Regions from separate parts of the Drosophila melanogaster genome. Here regions 1, 2 and 4 are each linked to region 3. A link is a contact called in public Hi-C and targeted proximity ligation data. All regions are on one chromosome and are shown on one strand. The core of a region is the stretch at or near the end of the contact, and the rest is flanking DNA. Distances in the headings are between cores, read along the strand shown. Region 1 overlaps MESR3 (Misexpression suppressor of ras 3). Region 2 overlaps Pde11 (Phosphodiesterase 11). Region 3 holds the start of lncRNA:CR44478 (long non-coding RNA:CR44478). Region 4 holds the start of Cyp310a1 (Cytochrome P450 310a1).

Evidence for each region. A called contact is a pair of places that touch in the nucleus more often than the background predicts.
Region 1: a contact with region 3 is called in a Hi-C map of the Kc167 cell line, with 4 times the contacts expected there. A contact is called at or near these places in 2 of 107 Hi-C or Micro-C datasets (the Kc167 cell line and the S2 cell line) and 2 of 7 datasets of targeted methods (both in the Kc167 cell line).
Region 2: a contact with region 3 is called in a Hi-C map of the Kc167 cell line, with 4 times the contacts expected there. A contact is called at or near these places in 6 of 107 Hi-C or Micro-C datasets (the Kc167 cell line, the S2 cell line and embryo) and 4 of 7 datasets of targeted methods (the Kc167 cell line and the S2 cell line).
Region 4: a targeted proximity ligation map of the Kc167 cell line shows a contact between it and region 3, with 4 times the contacts expected there. A contact is called at or near these places in 2 of 107 Hi-C or Micro-C datasets (both in the S2 cell line) and 1 of 7 datasets of targeted methods (the Kc167 cell line).

The regions. Positions count from the first base shown.
Region 1 is chr2L:18,626,610-18,632,542 of dm6, reverse strand. MESR3 (Misexpression suppressor of ras 3) reads right to left here. Exons shown (of 4, transcript NM_078873.4): 2 at 769-800. Among named protein-coding and RNA genes, the nearest start is that of MESR3, 12 kb to the right of the region's middle.
Region 2 is chr2L:18,563,673-18,569,049 of dm6, reverse strand. Pde11 (Phosphodiesterase 11) reads left to right here. Exons shown (of 18, transcript NM_001299116.1): 3 at 3,602-3,673. The coding sequence starts at 3,613. Among named protein-coding and RNA genes, the nearest start is that of Pde11, 24 kb to the left of the region's middle.
Region 3 is chr2L:18,141,289-18,146,724 of dm6, reverse strand. lncRNA:CR44478 (long non-coding RNA:CR44478) reads right to left here and starts at 1,627. Exons shown (of 1, transcript NR_124351.1): 1 at 1,226-1,627. Socs36E (Suppressor of cytokine signaling at 36E) reads left to right here. Exons shown (of 4, transcript NM_165243.3): 2 at 4,145-4,981. The coding sequence starts at 4,198.
Region 4 is chr2L:18,649,569-18,655,284 of dm6, reverse strand. Cyp310a1 (Cytochrome P450 310a1) reads left to right here and starts at 2,275. Exons shown (of 6, transcript NM_136047.4): 1 at 2,275-2,828; 2 at 2,888-3,004; 3 at 3,066-3,247; 4 at 3,300-3,530; 5 at 3,590-3,859; 6 at 3,924-4,227. The coding sequence starts at 2,341. The coding sequence ends at 4,114. It overlaps MESR3 (Misexpression suppressor of ras 3), which reads right to left. Exons shown (of 4, transcript NM_078873.4): 3 at 5,658-5,687. The coding sequence starts at 5,660.

The sequences.
Region 1 (5,933 bases), core at 1,948-4,447, 480 kb before region 3:
TAAAGTGTCTGAAGGTGAAATTTAATGGCAATGACAATATCAGCTCAATAGGAACTCGGAAATCTAAACAGCAGGGACGTTTTTATAGATTTATTAATTTACAAGTAGAATAACCCCAGCTATAATATAGTAACTGTATTTAGTGTCTCATAAAGATTATATACTTAGAACTGCATACAGGTATATGTTATATACTGATTTGCTGATTTTTCATGAACAATCCCTCACTTCCTTTAAAATTTTCGCACAATTTTCATATCAGACTACTAGACCATCATAAATCAGTCTGTCTCCCTTTCTGGTTGAAAGAAACTCTGCCACTCAATATGCAATTTAAAAATTCTCAGAATTTCTGACCGCCAGGTAGAAGTCAAAACCAAAAGTGTTTAGCAGCAAAAACCGCCACAAACTCAAAACAAAAAGCTACAAAAAAAAACTTTGGAGCATCGTAAATTATTTCGGAGACTCGACTCAAACTACAATTAGAACTCCCACAGAGCGGGATGGGGCTATTACCAGATGAGGGGCGAGAGCGGGATGGAGCCACACTCATTTGAGGATTTTTAACGAGTTTCCAACTCGTTGCCGGCTAATTATTATTAGAGCCGTAAATGGAATTTAAGATCATGTGACTTGAAATCGCAACGATAATGAAAATGAGTCGCACATAAAATTACGCAATAAAACGTCAGCTTTCAAGTTTAAATGGCCCGAAGGCGGAATTGGGTTAAGAACTACATGTCAACTGTATTTTATTTGGGAACTTACGTTTCCGGTCGATGAAAAAATCGAAGAAGGAACTGCAAAGAGAAGAAGCAAAAATATAAATATTAATCAAAATTTGCTTGGCGAATTCTCCAAGAATAGGCATTCAAATCAACTGCGACTGAAAACATTTATCTTAGAGAAATTGCGCACTGTGCGAAGAATCAGCGGAAGCGAAAACAGTTCTCCAATGCGAAATCAACTCAATTACTTGGCATATTTGTTTCAGATCACAAACTCAAATCAAATGACGACATTCGCTCTAGACAAGTTCAAGGTGATGCCGTCTGACTCGTTCTCCTTATTCCATTCAATTTCAATTAAATTCACGGAAAATTTAAAAGTTCACTGCGAGCAAAATTGAATCGCTCGCGCTCCAATGGGCTGACCTACCGCAGTCGAAATCTCCCCAGTCCATCGCATTGCAATCTTCTCGCCGGGTATTAAATTTCCAACTCATTAAAATTTGCACACTGTCTGGCTGGAGTGGCAGTGGCAGTGGCAGTGGACCGACCGACAGACTATACACGGTTAAGGGTTGTCCGTCCGGGACTTCATGTCCCAGCTACAGCTCCTCCATTCCCATCCGCATCCCAGCTCCTGCGCTTTTCCCAGCTGAAGGGGCACATAACTGGGATGAAGCCTTTTCATTTATAAATGAAGTGCATAAAAATGCCTTCAGCCGATGTGAGAAACGTGAAGAAGTCCCGAGCATTCGGGAGCATTGCTCTGCATTAACCCCCACCAATAACTCATGTCTGAGCTTAATCAGAACCTTTTGACTTATCAATTAGGAATTCTAGAGTGATTCACTTGCCTCGCTAATTGATATCAATTGTTTGGGTTCCGGAAGGTCGGTCGGCCGGCAACGGAAGTGGGAATTATTTACAGAATCTTATCTTATCCGCTCGCAATCCGCGTCATATACATTATATACATATTGTAATTATGGTGGGACAAAAATATCGACTGGTTGCGTCAGTTCGGTCAACCCACGCGGCGTAAACAATAAACAATGAGTCGAATTTGGCAAAAACAAAATACAAATTGCGCCAAATTGAGTGAGAGATGCTCACTCGAAAAACTCATAATTGGAGGGGTTCCTACAAAAGGTCAGCCCGACAATTGGAGAACCACTCGAACAAAACAACTGAACGGAACAAAAACAAACTGGCGAAAAATACTTATATATATAAAAGCAAAAAGCTAATGACAAAGCGAAGCAATAAAAATTAGAAGTTTGTGGCAAGATTAAACGTTTTCTCAAATGCCCTAGGCTAGAAAGGGTATACTGACATAGTACAGGAAGTTCGTAATAAGGGTAGAAAAATGGCCGGATATTATTCATAACTTAGTTGGCCAACTAGAGCAGGAAGACTGAGTAAATTAAATGAAATTATTATTTGCTTAAGAAATGTTCAACTAAATATTTAATCAAAATATTATAATAATTCGGTAGATTTGACCTTTAGCAAATAATTTAAAAAGTCGATAAATTAAACAGCCGGAAATTATTTATTTAAATTTAAATTTATTATAAGTAAGGTATCTGCTTATTCCCTAATAACTCTATGATAGTAGCTTCGCTTTTCTTGAGTCAGCTTTTCTCATGTTTTCCAAGCATTTTACTTCCTTTTCAACCACGACGACGACAAGCCCTTTTTTCGCTGTTGTGCGTTGTTTGGCTTGTTCTTCTGGGGCGTTTGTTTTGGGTGGGAAGCATTTAACTTGGCTAAAAGCGGCATTAGTGCGATGTATGGGGCGTGTTCCGCCCGAAGGGAAGGCAGCCAATTAATTTTTTAATGGCTTAGACGAAATGACTGACTTTGGGGTTATTACAAAAAGAAAACGACAAAAGAGCGACAGAAAAGTTTTTCTTTTTCAGTTGGAAATTGTCAATTAGTAAAGTGCCTGCCAGGAATTGGCAATTTTTAAACTCCTTCAGGACACGCCCTCGCCGCCCCATTTTGTTTCTTTTTCCTTTTTTTTTTTATTAGAATCTAAGTTACTTGTGCCCAGCATTTTTATGATGTTTAATCTAATTTCTATTTTACGATCTGGGCTTTTTTTTACGGTCGTTTGCCTAACGACCTGAGCGCTGAAATAAGTTAACCGCAAAAAGATTTTGCCACTGGCTTGGTCAGGCATTTTTTTTTAGATTGTTGAGGTACATTTTTTATTTATTTAAGAGCGGTGGTCCAGGGCTTCGGACCACAGCAATTTGTTTTGATTGAATGAAATATCAAAAACGTGACCTGGCCGTGCACTTTGAGCAATCCAGCAAACCGAAAAGAAGCAAATATATAATTCAGCGAAAGAGAGAGAGGTATAGAGCGGTCGAAAGAGATGGATGGAGGGCCATGCTCACCGCCTAAATGAAATGCATGCAAATTGAGCGTGAACAACCGCTAAACCGCTCTAACCCGCAAGCACGTGCGGGTGATTGAGCTGGCGGAGAGAAAGAGGGAGAGAGAGAGAGAGAGAGAGAGAGAGGGGGGGGGCTGCAGGGCGACCGAAAGAGGGGGAATGATTGTAAGAAAGTGATGGCGGGGGGCAGAGATAATTCTATCTAGCTTGGCGAGACTGATGTTCATTGCCCGATAAGTGTTCAATGATTAGTAATCTCAATATATTTCGCCAGCATCTCGATAACTCACTTCTTGCCAACTCTTTCTGCATGTCCTCCCTTCACTCCTAATCGTGTTCAAGTGGCCAGTTAATCCTGGCAGCTTCCTGTGCCAAGGAGTTAAGACCCATGTGTGCGTAAGAGTGTTTTTAGTAGCTGGTTTGAATACTTCATCAGATTCATGATTCTTTTACATGCATTGCACTTCCGTGAGTGCTTCTACTTTGCAACGAGGGCTGTTCGAGGAGTTGCAATGAAGACTGAATTGATTGGTTAAAGACAAATCGTTCATTATTTTTTTTACTAATAATAATATAAACCCTATAACCGTTGAGGTTAATAAATAAAGCTTTTACTTTCTTGCTATGTCCCATTTAAATAACAGATTCGATCACCTAATCCAATCTGTTTTTATCTCACCATGACTTTAGCGCTCAACAATCCGTCGTGCTTATCGACGATAATCTACATCCTTTGCTTGTTCACTGAAAATTTATTCATCTGCAGCGATGATAACTTCATTGAACCGCCCACGCCGCTGGTTCCCTCGTTTTTGCTAAGCTCTGTTGGAACGCTTTGGCCAACGCCATAACTTTGGCCCAACACCCGCTACAGAGCCACATCTACTCTTTTCGCCATCCAAGACCCCCTTTTTAGGTCTGACCCATCTGTGTTGGCCACATTGTTTGGTTCTCCATCGCCATTTTTTTATGTTTTTATATGCACAGAACAAATTAAGCGGAAATGTAACCTTTTTCAACTAAACTATACAATTTAAGTTGAACTGGAGTTCTGTGAAAAAAAGAAGCTTTTTTATATACTCTATGTCTTACAATAATTTAAATCTAAGTTCAACATTTTGTTTCAGCACCTAACACTTTTAAATGCCTTTTTATTAAATACTCGTTTAGGGGCCAGTGCATTTTGCTCTGTGTACATCTCCTGCGGGTCTCAGCTGCGGTCACACACAACAGCGAACGAAATCTTTACCGCTGCCACAATTGGCAGTCAGTTGGAAGTCCGGGAGCGGTTCCAAAAGGGGTGCGGGGAGTCGCGGTTTTGCAACTCGGAGGACCAGAGGAGCGGACAGCCGGAGAACCGGAGGCGGAGCAGCTGGAGGAGGCCACTTGGTCGCGACCACAGAAGTGACTTAACTCGTTTTAAGCCTTCTCATATGCTCGTCGTTTTTGTCTTTCTCAGTTGCCTGCATCTATTTCATTTCAAACTCCACTAGACATGCCACAACGATGACACTTGACTGAATATTTATGGCCACAAATGGAGCGAAAATAAAATCGCCAAGTCACGGGGCCAGAGACAGAAAAAAAAAATATAACAGTGGAGCAGAAAAAAAGCGGACACACATGGCGATGATTTTTAGATGCGGATGGGCTGCTGCTCCATGTCCGTGGAGGCCATGCCCTTTTTTGGGGCGGGCTGTAACCGTTAGTCCGGCCGACTAGAGCGGCTACCAAAGTCTTATAAGACCACGTCTGCATCCGACTCTAAATCGGGATCTGCGTTCGGTTTCCAATTCCAATTCTTACACAGAACAAAATGTGCCTTAGAATTCGCTTTTTTTAACAATAAGTGTTATTGTGTCAGAATTAATCCTATATTTTTCAAAGGCTGATCTAATCTCAATGTATATATAATCCTTTAGCTTGAAAAAATATTGCCTGCCTTACTCCAAGCTCAAAATATATACTTGAAAAATGTATTTTCTGTGCCCAAAATTGCCACGTTTAGTGATTTTTCGAGCCCTTTTTGGCGATCTCTATATTTATCTTCACTTATATGGCACATGAAAGTCTGCTCTCATTGAGTCTCAAATATTTGCGCTTATACAAATATGTTGCTTTTGTTTTATCAGCTTGTTTATTCAGTGATTATAGGTTTTTGTTTTTCCCATATATATTTTTTTGTACGAGCTGAGTCGACAAAAGCGGGTTCGACTACGGTGTTTGGTTAGGTTTTCGGGTTGCTAGGAGAGAGCAGGGAGAGTACTTTAGCTTTAAGCCTATCTGAATGACCGCCATGTACTCGCTGGCAAATATGTAATGAAGCATAAGCAATTATGATAATGTCGTTTGAGTTTGTGTTCCGCTTTTGCGGCTGCTTCGCGGCTTATCAGCAGTTGGGTGGTGGGGCGGTGCACAAGACACTGGCAGTTTCGAAAATGTTGACAGAATTGTAAAAACCCGAAAAATGCGAGAGGAAAAGAATGCTGGCTGATTAAATCAGAAAAATAAATATGTTAAGGTCACCAGGGTTTTCGATTTTAGTTTAGCAAAATTCCAGCATTAAATATATCAATATTTAAATGGAAATAGTCGTCTTATTTATGAAATATTATTTAGTTAATATTAGCATGACCTACAATCTGTATTGTGATTGCAAAACTACAACAGCAACACTGTTCTCTAAATGAATAGAAGTTCTCTGAAATTCAAAATAACTCTCATCTCCCATCGAAAGCAAAATAGAAACGAAAACATTAAGGAATACATAACGAAAAGTGTCTACGACTGACTTGAACAAA
Region 2 (5,377 bases), core at 1,425-3,924, 420 kb before region 3:
CACTTTTCGGGATACAATACCATAAAATCTTTTGAGAAATGTGTTGAAAATGTGATGGCTGCGAATGAAATTGACTCGCTTAATCAGCATGCTAATGTTAATTCGAAATACGCGTGGCTTTTAGCAAAGTGACGGACCCGGCTTCTGATATCAACGCTTTTATCAGCGCGAACAAATCCGCTCGAATATCAAATATGTGCCAAGTACACGGTATATTATATACTTCACTTTGTGGTATGTGCTATGTGGCATTATCTTATCTCTGCACAACGTGCATGTCAGCATTTAAACGACGCATTAGCCACCAGCCATAAGCCAACTCCATGCACTTTGCTCTATCGAGTTATCAAGTCCCCAAAGATACGAAAGTTTGGGACGAAAAGAAAAGTGTTTGGCATGCCGCACAGCCGCACTGAAAAGGCAAACAAACACTCACGGATACTTTTAAGTTTGAGGTTGTTTTGTATGCCAAACAATTACCCCAACTTAAGCAAAAGAAAAGCACACGATTTTCGGGCTATGAAAACCACACAGCTACATAAGTTTGGCGTTGGTTTTATGATGCCATGAAGAAACAAGTTTCATAATGTTTTAGCCCAACTGGGTTTAGAGCTGAACATTGTTATTATTTACCAATTTAAATAGGAAGTAAAAATTTAATTTAAAATGCTTAAGACCACCAGGTGTGCACAAAGTAGTCTAAGATCTTATATGCCTCACACCTTTTATGTAGGGGCTTATAAAGTTAGCAGAAATGTAAAGTCATTTTTCAAATAAGGAGCTCAGCTTCTGACAAGCTGTATTAAAAGGCAGATTTGTGATTAAGATCGCATTTAACCGGCTTAGATACAGTTTATACTTTATGGCCTGCCATACACAACTTTCAGCTATGGTTATGGCCCTACAGCCTTTTAGAGTGTGTACACAAAAAACGAATGACAAACGAAATATATTAAGATTGCAAAGCATCATCTTAGTTGGCGGCAGCGCAGAAATATTAAAAATGCCAAACAGGTCGCAACTTTTTCTTATGTACTTTTTGGCTGATTGATTTGTTGCCTGTCGTTTGGGCCGCTCCACTCACAGCTCCATGATGGCCATGGTGTGGGTGTTGGCCACATAGTGATGAACGAACGCCCCACAGATCTCACCTAGATTCGCTGCGCTCTCCTTTTTTATTTCCCCCGTTTCTTTCTTTTTCGTTTTGGCCAGGCCAATTTGAGGCCTCTGTTTGCCAAGTTGCTCCGCTCGTGTTTTATTGTTTACCGGGCTCTCTAGCTGCCTGTTGTTTACCCATCGTCAGCTGCTGTTTGATTTGCAACAATAATTTTTGTTTACGGTTTATAGGGCCGCAGCGAAGGTGGATTGTTATTATTTAGATGATTACGCATTTTATAGTCACAAAACGGTCAACGTTTTCGTGATATGCGTTTCGTATTAATTATGAATTATTATTCCTTGGGCACTTCTTTTTTTCGTTTTTTTTTTTTTTCATTTTTGGTAATTTTTGTGGTTTTTTGAGAGGGCAAGTTGCGAAATTGATTGGGCAAGTGCTGAAGTAGTCCAATGACAATTACGAGGGCATTTTTAATTAGAGTATATGTTTATGCCAAAAAATGGGGGAAGGTCATTTAACCTAAGGGATTGATTATAAAGTAGTTAAATTATAAAATTGCAATTTAAAACTGAGATGCTATGCAATTAGCGATCAGTAGTGTATCGGAAACTATCCAACTCGAAATGGCGAAATCGGTTGAACATTTGTAAATCCGTTACCTTACTACAGTGCTGTTCTGCCTCTAATAGTGAGCTTATCTAATGACTTTTTGCCGTGCCTGCTAACTGTTTGTATTTCATTTCACCATTGTCTTGGCAATGTTTTTTGTGTTTTGCAACCACTAATTGCAAATAAATTGTGCGCAGTTAAATCCGTGGAAGCGGGCCCTGCTCCGGCCGGCCCCTTTCGTTCCCCTCAACACTATCTGTTCCGCCCCTGTCGAGTAATCTCGAACACGCTGATCGACGACTAGGCGCCAACTGACAATGAAATTTCATACAATCAAATTGACAGCCCCATAAACAAAGTAAAAGAAGTGCAAAAAAAAAAATGTCTTGTCAACTAGCAAAGATTTATTTCTTATAATGCTAGAATTTTTAATCTTCTGCAATTTTATGTCACATTTATTTAAATTAAATTATACAAGCACTTAAATTATACAACCACTGAGGCTATTGTATTCATTACACCTCCATCTGGTTAAATATTTAAGTGCACAATTTTTCTGCGTGTACGCACGCGCTTCTTGTTTATTATTTGTATAATTCATTTCTTACATTTCACTTGATGCGTTCACAATCTATTGCTTATCAGGAAATGGAAAACCGAGAAGGGTGTAGGCAGTCCTTACTGTAGAAATGAACTTGTTACTGGTAAATTCATTAAAAACCTAAACGAAATGAAATCAAATGAAATCAAATCAAATCGAATTGAATTGAATCGGTGGCGAGAAACCTTTCGGTAGTCAGTCGGTTGGCGATCGGTTCATTGACTTTTCCACGCCTTGGGCGACTGTTTGAGTGGCGGCGCAGATTTGAAGAGTGGCGTATAAATGTGAGATATAAAGTCAAGGTCGGCCCGGTCTGTTTTCCGCTGATAAGGCGATGGCAGCAATGTGTCGCGATAAGAAAAACCAAACATGAGCCAGCAGCAATGCGCAGAGTAAAGTCATAAACCAGGGCAATCATGCGACGCATACAAGAATACAAGAAGGCAGGCAAACAGTCAGAGGAAAGTTCCTCTACATTGAATGGAATTTCATTCAAAAATTTGGCAATATCACTGCTTATTGCCGATCATATTTTGGCCAAAAAGCACGCATTGTTGTCTCAACAAAAGCTTACTCAGTTCTTTATTTGTCGTGCCTCTTTTAAATTGGCTGCTATAAACGACTTTTGTTGACCTAATGAATATATCCATCCATAATATCCATCGTTTTTAAAGTGCCTTCAAATAAATATATAATTTATGCAAAGCTCTAAGTTCTTTTTGTGTAGGGTTGGTCAACATTTTTATGGGTCATTATATAAATCGAACTTGGGTTATTTGGCACATTCAGTTATTAAATTCTATATATTCTTTGTTAAAACCTCAAATTATATCTTCCAACGTCTCAGGATGCTATAATGTTGTTATAGGTCGGCCAACTTCTGCATATTTTTTTTATAAGCATTTATGAATAGATAGATAGTCTAATGATGTTGCTGTGCTGCTGACTCCATTAATCAAATCTTGTCACTGAGTCATTCACCCATTCAACCGGCATTAATTCACTGCCTTTTTTCGCTGGCGGATGTATTTTGTATTTCGGGCTGTTCAATGTTATCTTCGCATAATTTTTTGTGGAATTTTTCGGTTGGCAATTTCGTGGCTTCACTAAAAAGTTTTTGCCGGATTCGTGGCTCGAGGGTTTTTCCAACGAACCATTTGAAACGGACCCGCAATTAATCTGGCAAATAAATGGTGTTGCAAACGTTAAATGAGTTTCTAGGTAAATCCTATCCTCAAAACTATGAAACTAATTTTTTATGTCTTCAATTGCAGATTTAATTGGAATGGCATCATCCCCAAATAACGCGGCGCCGCCTGTTTTATGGCGGGCGAGACGTAAAATTGGTAAGTTCCAAACCAAAACTCTTGTTCTCATTTTTCCAGCTAATCAATCAACACTGTTTTGGGTCATTAATTCTTGACCAGATTTATGTGCTGAATTTAAAGGCGAAAGCCATCAGGGTTCAGTGCCATTTTTGCATGTTAAAATGTTCATGATCCTGCCTGCCTGAAGATGGGCTAAGAATCTTGCTTTGTGATTGTGCTATAAAATATTAACGAACCCAGGCGCGATTTTAAGTAGCGTAAAATTGAGAACACGGATTCAGACAGAAAGGTTTATGAATTATTGAACAGTCCAAGTGTGCCTGAAATTAGCAAATGAATTTTGGATCAACATCGAAATCAATGGCAATGGATTTGGATTTTTTTCAGTTCTCATTATTTAGTTGGGGTCAAGTGGGGTTTGGATGTCACTAGCCCCCACGAACTTCTGCTCGACTGAAAACAATCATATAAAGTTTTAATTAATTTCAAACAAGCGGCCAAACAAACAGCGGGCCAGCCAAACAAACAAAGCCAACCAACAGAACTAGAGAACTTTGCACAATTTATGGTTGCTGTCGCGTGGCTCCCACGCCCCCTTTTCGCAGCGCCGCCCCTTCGGTACAGTGAACCCCAGACAGGCGGATTTTGTGTTTGCCTTTGTAATGGTAACAAGAAGCAGCAGAATGGACGGACGGCTTGTGGAGAAGACTTGCCACGCTTTGTCAACACTTTTCAGGAAGCGAAAGTCGTCGCTGTCACGCTCCATGTGGTTTATAGGGCCTCCCGCTCACACACACACACTTCGGAGCCTTCATTTCCGTTTCCGTTCTCACAAAAACACTGGCAAACAAAGGCCGAACAAAAAAAAAGTAAAAAGTAAACTTAAGTCATAGACAAATTCAAAAAGATATCTGGTTAGAGGTTCTGAAACCGTTTGTTATCTTTTTGAACTATTTGTAATATTTATTCGTTAATAATGGGCAAAAATTACAATAATTATTTCTCGTAAGATATGTTTTAACAACGATAGAACAGTAATTCGTAAGACTACGCAAATGTGGCACTCAAAAGATTAAGTGATTTTTTGGTCAGACCCCGCATGAAGTAGAATTGAATTTGCCTTTTTTACCGACTTTACTTACTTTACCTTACTTTACTTTGAGTGAAACGGATTCAATATCGTAACTTTTGGAGCTTTTTTTTATTGGCGGAGTAAAAGCTGCCTGAAGTTTATCCAAAGTTTATCTGAATTTGGCGAATTTTGCTTCTGTTTTTGTTCCTGTTTTGGCTCGAAGCCGGTTTTTTTCGGCGTATTTGTGGGCCTGAAGTTATTTTTATTGTCCAACTAACGGTGCATTCTTGGATACAATGGGTTTTGAGTCATGTCACATAAGTGCATATCATCGGGGGACCAAGTAAAACAGCTGTTGTCTTTGTTCGAATCTACAGGGGAATCCAGGAAAAATAAGTTTTATTAATTATCTCATGTTGCTTTTTTCATTGCTCCTCCTAATCTCTTTTATTAATTCGAGCTCACTCGTGTTCGTGTGATAAAGAATGACATAAAAATGTTGAATAATACATATATATTTTTTAATATAAAAGAGAAGAATATTTCGTTAGATAACAGGGTATAAACAACTAAAACGTAAATTTATAACGAAAGCGGTTGTTAAATTATTGTTATTATAAGCCTGAAATCAACAAATGAACTTAAATAAA
Region 3 (5,436 bases), core at 378-2,877:
GACTCCTGTTCCCAACTCGCTTTTTGCACTAGCCCACAGTGCGTTCCCCATACGCCCCGTTGACCGCAATTCGTGTTGCTGTTGCTTTTGCTGCTTTGTTGTGACAATTTCTGCGTAATACATAATACCAACAGTGGGACAGCCAGCTAAGCCATGGCTCAAATGTTGTTGGCCAAGTTAGCTGAGAAGGTTACAAAAACTCATTTCGAGTGCCGGGCTACAAATGGTTTTTTAATAACGGGCCTTGACGAAGGGGCGCGGCCCATGTACGAAAATTATTCACTTACAGATAATAAGATTGGATTTGAATTGTTTGCACTTTTGCACATGGAAAAAATCCCAGTACAAATTGGCAATTCTTGTACAAGTTCATAATTGCTACCCAACCTTTTTTCGCTGTTTATTTGAATATTCACTTCTTGAGTTGTAGACCTATGATACCCCTACATTATTTCAAGTTGTCCGAATGAGCGGGCTTCACAATTTTAAATTAATCTAAATTTGTCATTAATCCATTCATTCGGTTTACGCAAATCTTGTTTCGTATTTATATATTGTCTTTGACTATTTTTAGACACAACGTTTTGCCTACAAATCTGTTATAAATGCAAATAAAATTCACTTTTCTGCTTCACATTTGAATACATTCATATGTATGTATCTCCTCTTGAGTTCTGCAAGTTTTCTCCTACATTTCTGGGCAGTGAATCCCCCGTTCATTAGCAGTCCCTTATTAGCCATTCAAACCACTGCGCGTTGTTGGCTTTCTTTCGCCCATCGCCATCCGTCTCTGGCCGGCAACATTTATCAACATTTTTACCCCGAACAAGTTATGTATTAGATCATTATCCGCATTTGGATTTCTGACGAAATTTCGCATTGTCTGCAGCGGCGCAGAAAAACTTCAGCTGCCACCGCCGGTTGGCTCCGCGTGGCAACTGGCAACTGGCGCGCAGCGGCAGCAGCAGCGGCGGAGTGAAAGAAAAACAAAAGTAAAAAGGTAAAGAGGGAAAGTTCAGCTCGACGAGCCCTCCAAATACTCGGTAGGCAGAAATGCACGGGGCTGTGTGTAGTTTACTCGGGATTCGGTCCCTAGGACAGCCTGCTGCTACTCATTGTCTGGGTGACTCATGGAACGCCTTGTCCTACCTACGGATACCCTCGAGGTGCACTGAGCGAAAAGCCTTCGTTTTGGGTATTAGGATATCACATTAAAGCCATGCTTATCTTATTCCATTTTTATTAACTTGACAGAAGTAAATTTAGGGTTTGTTTGTTCACGTTTATCCTTTCTTATTGATATAATATATGGAATTTTCTCAGTGTAGTCGTCCATGCGGATCCAGTCCCTCTTGCCTGACCCGAGTTCAGTATCTCAGTATCTGCCGTTTCAGTTTTGTATTTCCATTGAAAAATTTTGTTAGCTGGCTGCCGTCTCATGCGGGTCTCTTGGAATCTGAAGTTGAATCTTGAGTTCAAGTCACTCTTTTTGTATTTCATCATAGTCGTAAATACACAGCAAACAGCAAAAGTTGACGGAGTCGCTGAGTCTTTCGATCGGGGGAAAAATGATAATAATTATCTGCGGTTAATGCGAACGATCGTGTCAAACGTTAGACAGAATGTATTGATTACTCACTCACTCACTCACCTGATCCAATCGTACGATTTGAATGCGATAAATTGCCTGTGGCACGTGCGGCATGGAGTCGTGCATGAAAAGTGAGAAGAAAAAAAGTATCTATGTATCTATAAGTGTGCAAATTACCGTTAGGCGGCCAACGGTGCATACAAATCGAATCGCTGGGGCCATTATGATCCATCGAACACCCTATAATTTCGACGCCAGTGGCGGCCGCACTCATACATATCGTTTTCCGGCTAAAACACTTAATTTATAATTTCTCGATTCTCGTTAAAAAGCTGCAATTTTTGACTGTTTACCGCTTGCGGGTCGCATTTCCGGGAAGCAACTTGAATATTTTCCCTTCCATTTTTGGGAAAAGTGGTGAGAATATATGCACTGTTAATTGCTTGAATTGTTCAACAAGGTTTCCCATTTCTGTGTTTGATTAGGCGCAAACATATGACGCGACTGTACGTACAAATGTATGCACATACATACATATGGATACTCACAGGCGACTCGTTAGGTGATTAACACAAGGGAATTCCACGGAAATCGTTCAGGGTTGATATCAGTCGCTAAGGTCGAACAACGTTCGATAAGTTTGAAGTGATAGACGCTCGTCTGCAATCATTGTTCCAGCGAATTTCCCCATTTGCGGCCCACCCAAATCAAGTCGTATTATATGGGCGAGGGAATTCTGCCAAACTCCCCACTACAATTGCCGCAGGATTCCCGGAATTGATAATCATTGTTTCCGCCCAAGTCCTGGCCGTAGTGTACGTACATACGTACACACATACTCGTTGATTACATTTTGCGGCCTTGTTTTTGGTAATTTTCAATTCATCGCCGCCATAAACAATCTTGACTAAGTTCACATAAACATCGCAATCTTAATCGTTAGCGCGAATACTGAGTTTATGGTCAAAATAAGGCGTATTTTATGGGCGAGTGCGTGCTTGGCAGCCTTTAAATATCGAACAGATAAGGGGAACTTGGAATAATAAAATATGTCCGATTTCTAATTAAGGCAATCTCGCATTTCCCTGAATTCGCAATTGATTGTTGCGCAGAATATTATCTTCTTCTGGGTCATTAAAATATGGATTCCTAAACCGCCTGTACTATGTATGTAGCATTTGAATTCAAAGAATCTAAACATAAGTTCAAGCCAGTTGTTAAGGTATCTATCAAAAGTATCTATATACTGATTAAATGTACTCAGTGTAAAAACCCAGGAAGTTACTGGATTCATTATTACCTCACAACCATGACAGTTCATTATCGATCAATCAGAGGGCCTTATTGGCCAATCGGTGATCCAATTATTTCGCCATTGAGGGAAAAGCCACCTGCAGCAAAAAAAGAAACAGCGGTGACATACTCATACTCATCGCCGTGTTTCCGACTCCGGGTAACTACCAAGAATTCCTACCACTAACAGATGAGTCAGTACATAGTCTAACCAATGCTTTGTACGTGTACCTTGGCCATCATGCCGTATATGGTTCAAGTTGGAAGCTCGATGACGCATCCTGGTGATGCGGGTGCGATAAGGACTTGTCAGTGCGATTTCACTTGCCCGCCAGAACACCCAGTTCCCAGAGAGACGTAATGACGTGCACACGAATTATGTAGAATTTAGCTGTGAATAATATAGAATGTTCCATGAATGGAGGAGGTACTTTGTGGGCGCCGTTCAAATGGAGATAAGTAGGGCAGCTTGACCCGCAAGTCAGTCAAATGCGATTGGAATCAAGGATGGAGGCACTACGTGCACGGCGTCGTGTGCACTCGCTTTCCACATTGATTCATCACCTCTCCATGGGCAGGTTTCTAAAAATAGGATGAGCCCATAACGATTTGGTGAACAAATGTTCGAGTGTACTTGCTCTTTGGGGGAGCACTAACTGATGCGTGGGATTGGAATGCCGCTGTTTATCGTCCTCATATGCATGACGAGATCACCCAGATCAACTAGATCCCTCCGGGATGATGAGTCAGTTCGTGGGGGAGATATACACAACTCTGTGCCGCAGAAGATCAGCTGGGGGTAGCTCCATTAATCAAAATAGTTAGACAGTGGCATTTAATTGCCCATTTGACCGGCGAACGAGTAAGTCCCACTCGGAGTGCCACTGTGGTACTTCTCCGTCTGTCCAAGTGGCTAATTAACGCACTGGTGAAGCCCCCGCCAAGTGGATGGACTCATTGCTGTAGGTCAAGACACTTCGCACGCCGTTGGGGGAACTGGGCAAAACTCGTTCCAATCGGAACCCGGCTATTTCTGGATCTTGCGAAATGCGCTGGGTGCTAATATTAACCAAATCGAAACGTGCTAACTGATCTGGTCAATAATTAACTTGAAATTAACGGCGGGATCTTCTATTAGTCCATGTAATAATTCTTTACTGTCAATTCCCAGTAAATAATAAAGGTGGATAAAGCAATAGGCATTAAATGTTTGATGGCACATGTAAACTAAGTGTACGATTTCCCATTCCTTCATTCCAGAAAACAATCGGAGGTCCACGCCAACTAGGACTCTGCCCCACCTCGAGCTTCCAATGGGTCATCACCTTAGCAAGTTCTCAGCACGCGCCAATAGCCAGGAAAAGAGAAATCCTACCGCCAGCTCGAGCCCCAGGGAAGCAGCAGCACTAGTAGAGACGATCAGCCTGGACGAGGAGGAGCTGCAGGTGGAAGAGATCCTCACAGAGGCCACTGTCTCAGCCGCCACATCGCCGGCGGAAGTGCGTCAGATCATCATCAAAATCCAGCTGGCCAAAATGGAGAACGGCAATCCGGTGGCCGCTGGTCAGGTGGAAAGTTTCGCCGAGGTGGTGGAACAGGAGGAGGAGCAGCAGCGGCAATGCGCAGATGGTGCCACCGACGACGACGCCGCCGCCCTGTCTGCGGATTCGCTGAATGCAAATGGGCAGATTGTGAATGTGACGCTGGAGGGCGGCTACGGCGAGGTGGGCGTGGTGACAAATCGAACTGCTGGCAGTTCGCCGGAAGCGGCCAAAACCGAACGACAGCCCGTGAATAACAACGGTTTAGCGGGAAGCGTCGGCGCTGCGATAAGTACGTTACAACTGCACGACAACCATGGCGGCAACGCCAACTGCCCCTTGGAAGCCGACGACGATGACGACCTGGATGAGTCGCTGTTGCGTCGGCGTCGCAGCAACAGCAACAGCCGCAGCAACATCCACCACCACCACCACCACCACCAGCAGCAGCAGCAGCAGCAGCACGAGGCCGAAGTCGTCGAGTATTGCGAAGTGCTCGAGTCGCTGCCAGTCAGCAATATGTTGTCGGCGGGAACGCAACACAGCAGCAAGCCAGGTGGGCAAAAGTCGGAGTGTGAGAGCGAGCGAACTCTCTTCTCAATTTGGAAAGTGCACAGCGAAAAATCGGCACGATTTTTTTTTTTAACGAATCAAAACATATAATAAGTGAATAATATTTAAATCCAATTTGTCAGCAATTAAGATTCAGTTGTGTGATTTCAAAAATTTAACCAAGTGATGAAATCCAATCAAGTAGTGACATCATGAACTTTTTAAAGTGAGTAAAAGCTAATCAAAACAATCTAACTACTGCCTAGAATTCAGAACAGAACCATAATAATTTCGAATTACTCACCAAAAAATTTCATGAAAGTGAAACGTTGGAAATGCCACTTTCTGTTCAGTTCAATGAATTCGACGAAATGTATAGTATGATCAAGGGATTTTTCGCTGTGCACAGCTGACCAATATAGAAGAGAATCCGACCTAATCTCATCAAATTTAAAGTGA
Region 4 (5,716 bases), core at 1,026-3,525, 510 kb before region 3:
AACAATAAAAAAGGTTCACAAAAAAGCTAGTAAGAAATCAAAATCCGAATAAGCTGCTTAACATTTTTTCTGCAGAATTCAAATGGCGCTAATGCACTTATTGATGGTTTTTATTATAGTTCAGGTTGGTTGATTTTTAAAGTAATGAGCTCAATAATTTAATAATATAATGGAAGATATTGGATGGGTTAATAACGATTTAATTTATTTCCATAAACTATTAAACGATGAAATCATAGTTTCATCGAGTTTAGTCTGTAATTACGCGTATTCATGTTTCTGTTTAAATTTTAAACCTTTAATTTGAAGCCCATTGTGCATGAAATCACCGTGACGTTTGGTAAAAAGTCGTCAGAATATTCTTGCCAGGCTTAAATAATTATTTTCTTGCAATATTTTGTGCACCTCCAAGATCTGCCAAGTCATTCAATTGCCTCAAACAAAAAAAGCCCTCCTGTACGTACTTGTATTTGGCAACTTCATTCAATTTGTGGCATGACTTGCTGCTGTTGCGGCTGCGACTGTTGCTGCTGCTGCGGCTGATGCCGCTGCAAGCCACGTTGCTGATGAGCCACGGCAGCAAGCTGTTGCTGTCATGAGTTGGCAAAAGCCATCGACTGGAGTCTGCCAACCCAATAAGGAAATATTGAAATTGCTTTTGGCAAACACTCAATTGAAAAGGACCCATCGAATTGCCCACCCATTGAACTTGCGACCCAAACTGCAACATAGTTGTGGGAAATTATGTAGAACGACTTCGGGTCGGATACATAAATTTATATGCGAGCAGATACACGGGCTCATTTAAATCAAATTCCCACAGGCCACGTCAATTATGTGGAGCAGCAACAAGTGGTTACCTGTAGGATCCCACTTTGCTCCATTGCTGTGGAAAATTGCCTCCGGTGCGACAACAGCAGCAACTGCAATGCATTTTAGCCTCTTTTTTGCTACCCTTTTTACACAATTTACATTTTTTTCAACTTTGGCATGCAATGGGCGTGATTAACAACTTCCCCTTGTCGCCGAGGAGTGAAGTGAGTGGATGATGGCAAATTGCCTTGATTCACTTGGTTAGGCATTGAAACTGACACTTTCGAGGCAACCTGGCTAAAACTCTAACTGCTCGATAAAGCCATGGCAAAAAGAGAGACTGCGTTATGCGCAATGGAATTAATGACTGATTGACACACCAATCGTTATGAAAGCCTGGCTCCCAACGTGGTAACTGAAGTCTTAAATTACAAACAATAAACGGTGGGAAGTGAGTCCATGGGAGTGGTTAGCTTGTGGGCTTTCATTGATTGACTATTTCCTTTTTTAAAAACCATGATTTGTCAGGGATTTGCATATCTATAAACATGTATAAATTAGGCACTCTTTTACTAAAGACTTCAAGTTCACGTTACCTATCCTTGCGAATGAGGAATCTGTTGTCAGGTGCTCATCTTTTGTTCCACCCGGAGATGCGTAACCGCATTGGAAATCATTGCCCTAAGATCCATTGATAATGCTTCCCATCGAAATCCATTGAAGCGACGCCGATGACGTTGCGATTTTAAAATAGTAAATATTCTTATCAACAGATATAATAAATCAGAATACATTTGTCAGATGGGAACGTAAAACGACAAAAGTAATGCAGATAGCTGCATCTTCAACTTAGGAACCAAAGAATGACCACAAGTATGTAGTTTGGACTGGTTAATGCCCATTAATTTGATGAGTATTTAAAACACATTTCATTTGCTAAAATGTTTTTAAGTGCAGCGCCTTGTCTTGTAGTTTGCTTAGAATTTTTGAATTATTTGACAGATGTCAATATATCTATCATGTTGAGCTAATAGCCTGATAGATACCTTCGCATAATGGGTATTTTTTGGGTACAAAAACTTGCTCCAGACTTTGATAATAACATGGTACAGCCCAGGGGCTGTATAAATTACTATCAGGCCGCTCAGAACAGCCATAAAGAGAAACAGGGAGATAACTGAAGGCGAATGTGAGATGTGATAGTATGCCCGGAATTTTTTTTTTCGATTTTTTCCTCCCGATTCTGTTCGAATTTCGGTTTTGTTATTTTGGTCAGACAAGATTGACTGGCAGTTGTTGCCAGTTGCCAGACGAGAAGAGCGGTGATTCGATCGCGACTTTCGATTTCGTTTGGCATCTTCATCATTATCAATACCATTATCATTATCGCTATCATCCGCACAGGGGCTGCCAACTCACAGTAATTATCTGCATCGGGGCAGACGTCTTCAGAGAATCGGCTTTAGTTTTCCAGACTTCAGGCAACAGTCTGTCAGGGCACTTCGAAGTCGCAACATCATCAACATAATGTGGCTGCTGTTGCCTATTCTGCTATATTCGGCGGTATTCCTCTCGGTGCGGCACATTTACAGCCACTGGCGACGCAGGGGATTCCCCTCGGAAAAGGCCGGCATTACGTGGAGTTTCCTGCAAAAGGCCTACAGACGGGAGTTCCGACACGTGGAGGCCATCTGTGAGGCCTACCAGTCGGGCAAGGATCGGCTTCTGGGCATCTACTGCTTCTTCAGGCCTGTCCTTCTGGTGCGAAATGTGGAGCTAGCCCAGACGATTCTGCAGCAATCAAATGGACACTTCAGCGAACTGAAGTGGGACTATATCTCGGGTTATCGCAGGTTCAATTTGCTGGAGAAACTGGCGCCCATGTTTGGCACCAAACGATTGTCCGAGATGTTCGGGCAGGTCCAGAAAGTGGGTGATCATTTAATTCACCATTTGCTGGACAGGCAAGGCCAAGGATGTCCACAGGAAGTGGATATCCAGCAAAAACTCAGAGTGTAAGAAGAGGCACAAGTCTTCTCGGCATAAACGGTGTTAATATTCTTTTCCCTCTTAGTTATTCCGTCAACATAATTGCCAATCTGATTTACGGCTTGGACATTAATAACTTTGAGCACGAGGATCATATCTTGACCAGCTACCTGAGCCATAGTCAGGCCTCGATACAATCCTTGTAAGTACACATAATGGGAATTCCAACTTGAAGCATTCCTACATTTCCATTCTAACTTCAGCACTTTGGGTCGCCTGCCGCAGAAATCTTCATATACCTACCGCTTAAGAGATCTCATTAAACAAAGCGTTGAACTACGAGAAGATCATGGACTGATACGTAAAGATATTCTACAACTACTAGTCAGATTTAGAAATGGCAACGAAGTTAGCGGCGATAAATGGCAACTAGAACCGATTAATGGTAAGTTTTGAAGTTTGCATTGTGAAAAGCTGTACTAATTCGTTATTTCTAGATGCAGACAAACTGTTGTCCATCAAACGCTTGGCCAAAGTTGCCGAGGATCTCTTGAAAGTATCTCTAGATGCAGTAGCTTCAACTGTAACCTTCACTCTCTTGGAAATCCTGCAAGAACCTTTAATAGTGGAAAAACTGAGAGCGGAAATAAAGGAGCTAAGCAATGAAAATGGTCAGCTCAAATTTGAAGAGCTTAATGGTCTTAGGTATATGGACATGTGCTTGAAAGGTATGTTTAATTTTTAGAAATGTTTGAGTGATTTTGACATCTGTCTAACAATTTTACAGAAACTCTTCGCAAATATCCACCTCTACCCATTATTGAACGTGTTTGCCGCAAAAGTTATTCGCTACCCAATTCAAAATTCACAATTGATGAGGGAAAGACTTTGATGGTGCCTCTACTGGCTATGCACCGAGATGAAAAATACTTCAGTGAGCCTATGAAATACAAGCCACTTCGATTTCTGCAAACTGCCAACGATGTGGGCCAATGTGAAGACAAGACAAAGAGCAATGTTTTTATAGGATTTGGCATTGGGGGATCGCAGTGTGTGGGTACGTATAGGATTCAAATTATTTTAGCAATGTTCAGACAATATTTTTCTCATCGTAATTACAGGACAGAACTTTGCAAAGTTGGTAATTAAAGTGGCCCTGATCAAATTACTCCAAAACTTTCATTTGGAATTGGATGCGAACCAGGTGAAGACCCTTAAAGTTTCCCACCGGCCAGCTCCTTTTATACACACAAAGGATGGGCTGAAAGTCAAATTGAAGAGACGCGAAATAAACACGAAATTTTACAGCTAAACTAAGTTAAGCTAAGTTAAGTTCTTTAATTTGAGCATTTTTTCCAACACTTTGTCGTGTGTGCGCGACACCTGAAATTATGCTATAAATAAAATTCAGTATATTATGGTCACAGTTTCCCCTTCTCGTCCTTGTTGCTGCTGTTGTTTTTGTATATGTCTGGTCGTGTTTGCTTCGTTCGCTTCGTTAACTTTGCAAAATGCCAAAAGGTCCCGGCGCTCACGGTGCGTATAAGTAACGTTACACAACGCCAAACTCGACGCATTAAATTAGTCATTCCTATGTGCCCCCGTTGTTGTTGTTTACGCCAACACGGATATAAAGACCCGATTCTAGAGAGTGAGATAGATAAGGGGGGATGGCATAGATGGCAGATATCATCTCGGGCGGAAAAGACATGTGCTTTCATTCGAGTTTATCATTAAATTTGATTTGCTTTGTTGCCAATCCAACATGACAGCCGCCTGGATACCAATAGTCTGCCGAAATATGTAAGCTTAAGTCAAGTCCGTTTGTCCACTTCAAGTACTCAATTTGCCTGCCCAACACTTCGAGAAAAAAAATTGCCAGGAAATTAAATCACAGCACAAAAACAATCTAATGTAGCTTTAAATCAATAGACCGAAGTTCCTTTCACAAATAGCTCCACATAGAAATCACCATTACTTTTGCCACTAATTTATTTTCCCCCAGTGTACCAATCCAGTTCGAGTATGTTCGTAGGAGTGGCAATCAGGGCCGAAAGGCGCCTCTAATGATGCCGCAATTAGGCCGCATTATGGACACATTTATCATCCACAGACCGGACCGGGGAAACGGAATGCGAGATAGAGATGTCACAAACAAATGACTCTAATGAGTGCGTAAAGTGTTTTACATTAATGAAAACTTTTTGGCCGGCCAGCCAAGCCAAAGCAACCAAAAAGGAAGAAGCGCCATCAAACTAATTGAGCCCGAGCTGAGGCTAAGCTTTCCGGGACAAATGACCTGGAAAGAGTCCGAAATCAATGGCAAACTTTACGACTCCTGCTCTGGTCGAAGTATTAAAATTGAAAATTGAAATTCAATCAAACGAACAGGGGTTGCACGAGCCCATGGACAATTTAAAGCCCCAGCCGGAATAGGATGATAAAATCCAGTGGCACAACTACGACAACAGGAGCAAGTGGGGCTCTTCACATGTTTTGACCCAGTTCGCAACAGGCGAGCCAAGTGTCGAATATAAATTGCATTAGATGGAGCATGGAAGATGGAAGCTGGCGATGGAGATTCGGTGGCAACTCCCTTTGGCGCAATCTTGGCTGCCATTGTCCTGGTTACATTTTAACATTACTCATTCCACATTAAGAGCTCAAAGCGCCAGCCTCGCCCGAAAAACCGCACAATTCCAGTTTTAAAAGTTGTGCATAAATTATACATAGCGAGGAGTGTACAATTTTCTTTTCTCCTAGCATAAATTATGATTTATTTCACCCAGGGGATAGGCTCCGTGTACTGCTAATTTCCATGTAAAGTTGTTGTCCAATTAGGCTTATTAACTTACCATAATTTCAAGATCCGTTTTCGGGTTTAACTGCAAGGAGATAGAGAAACGAAAATGGC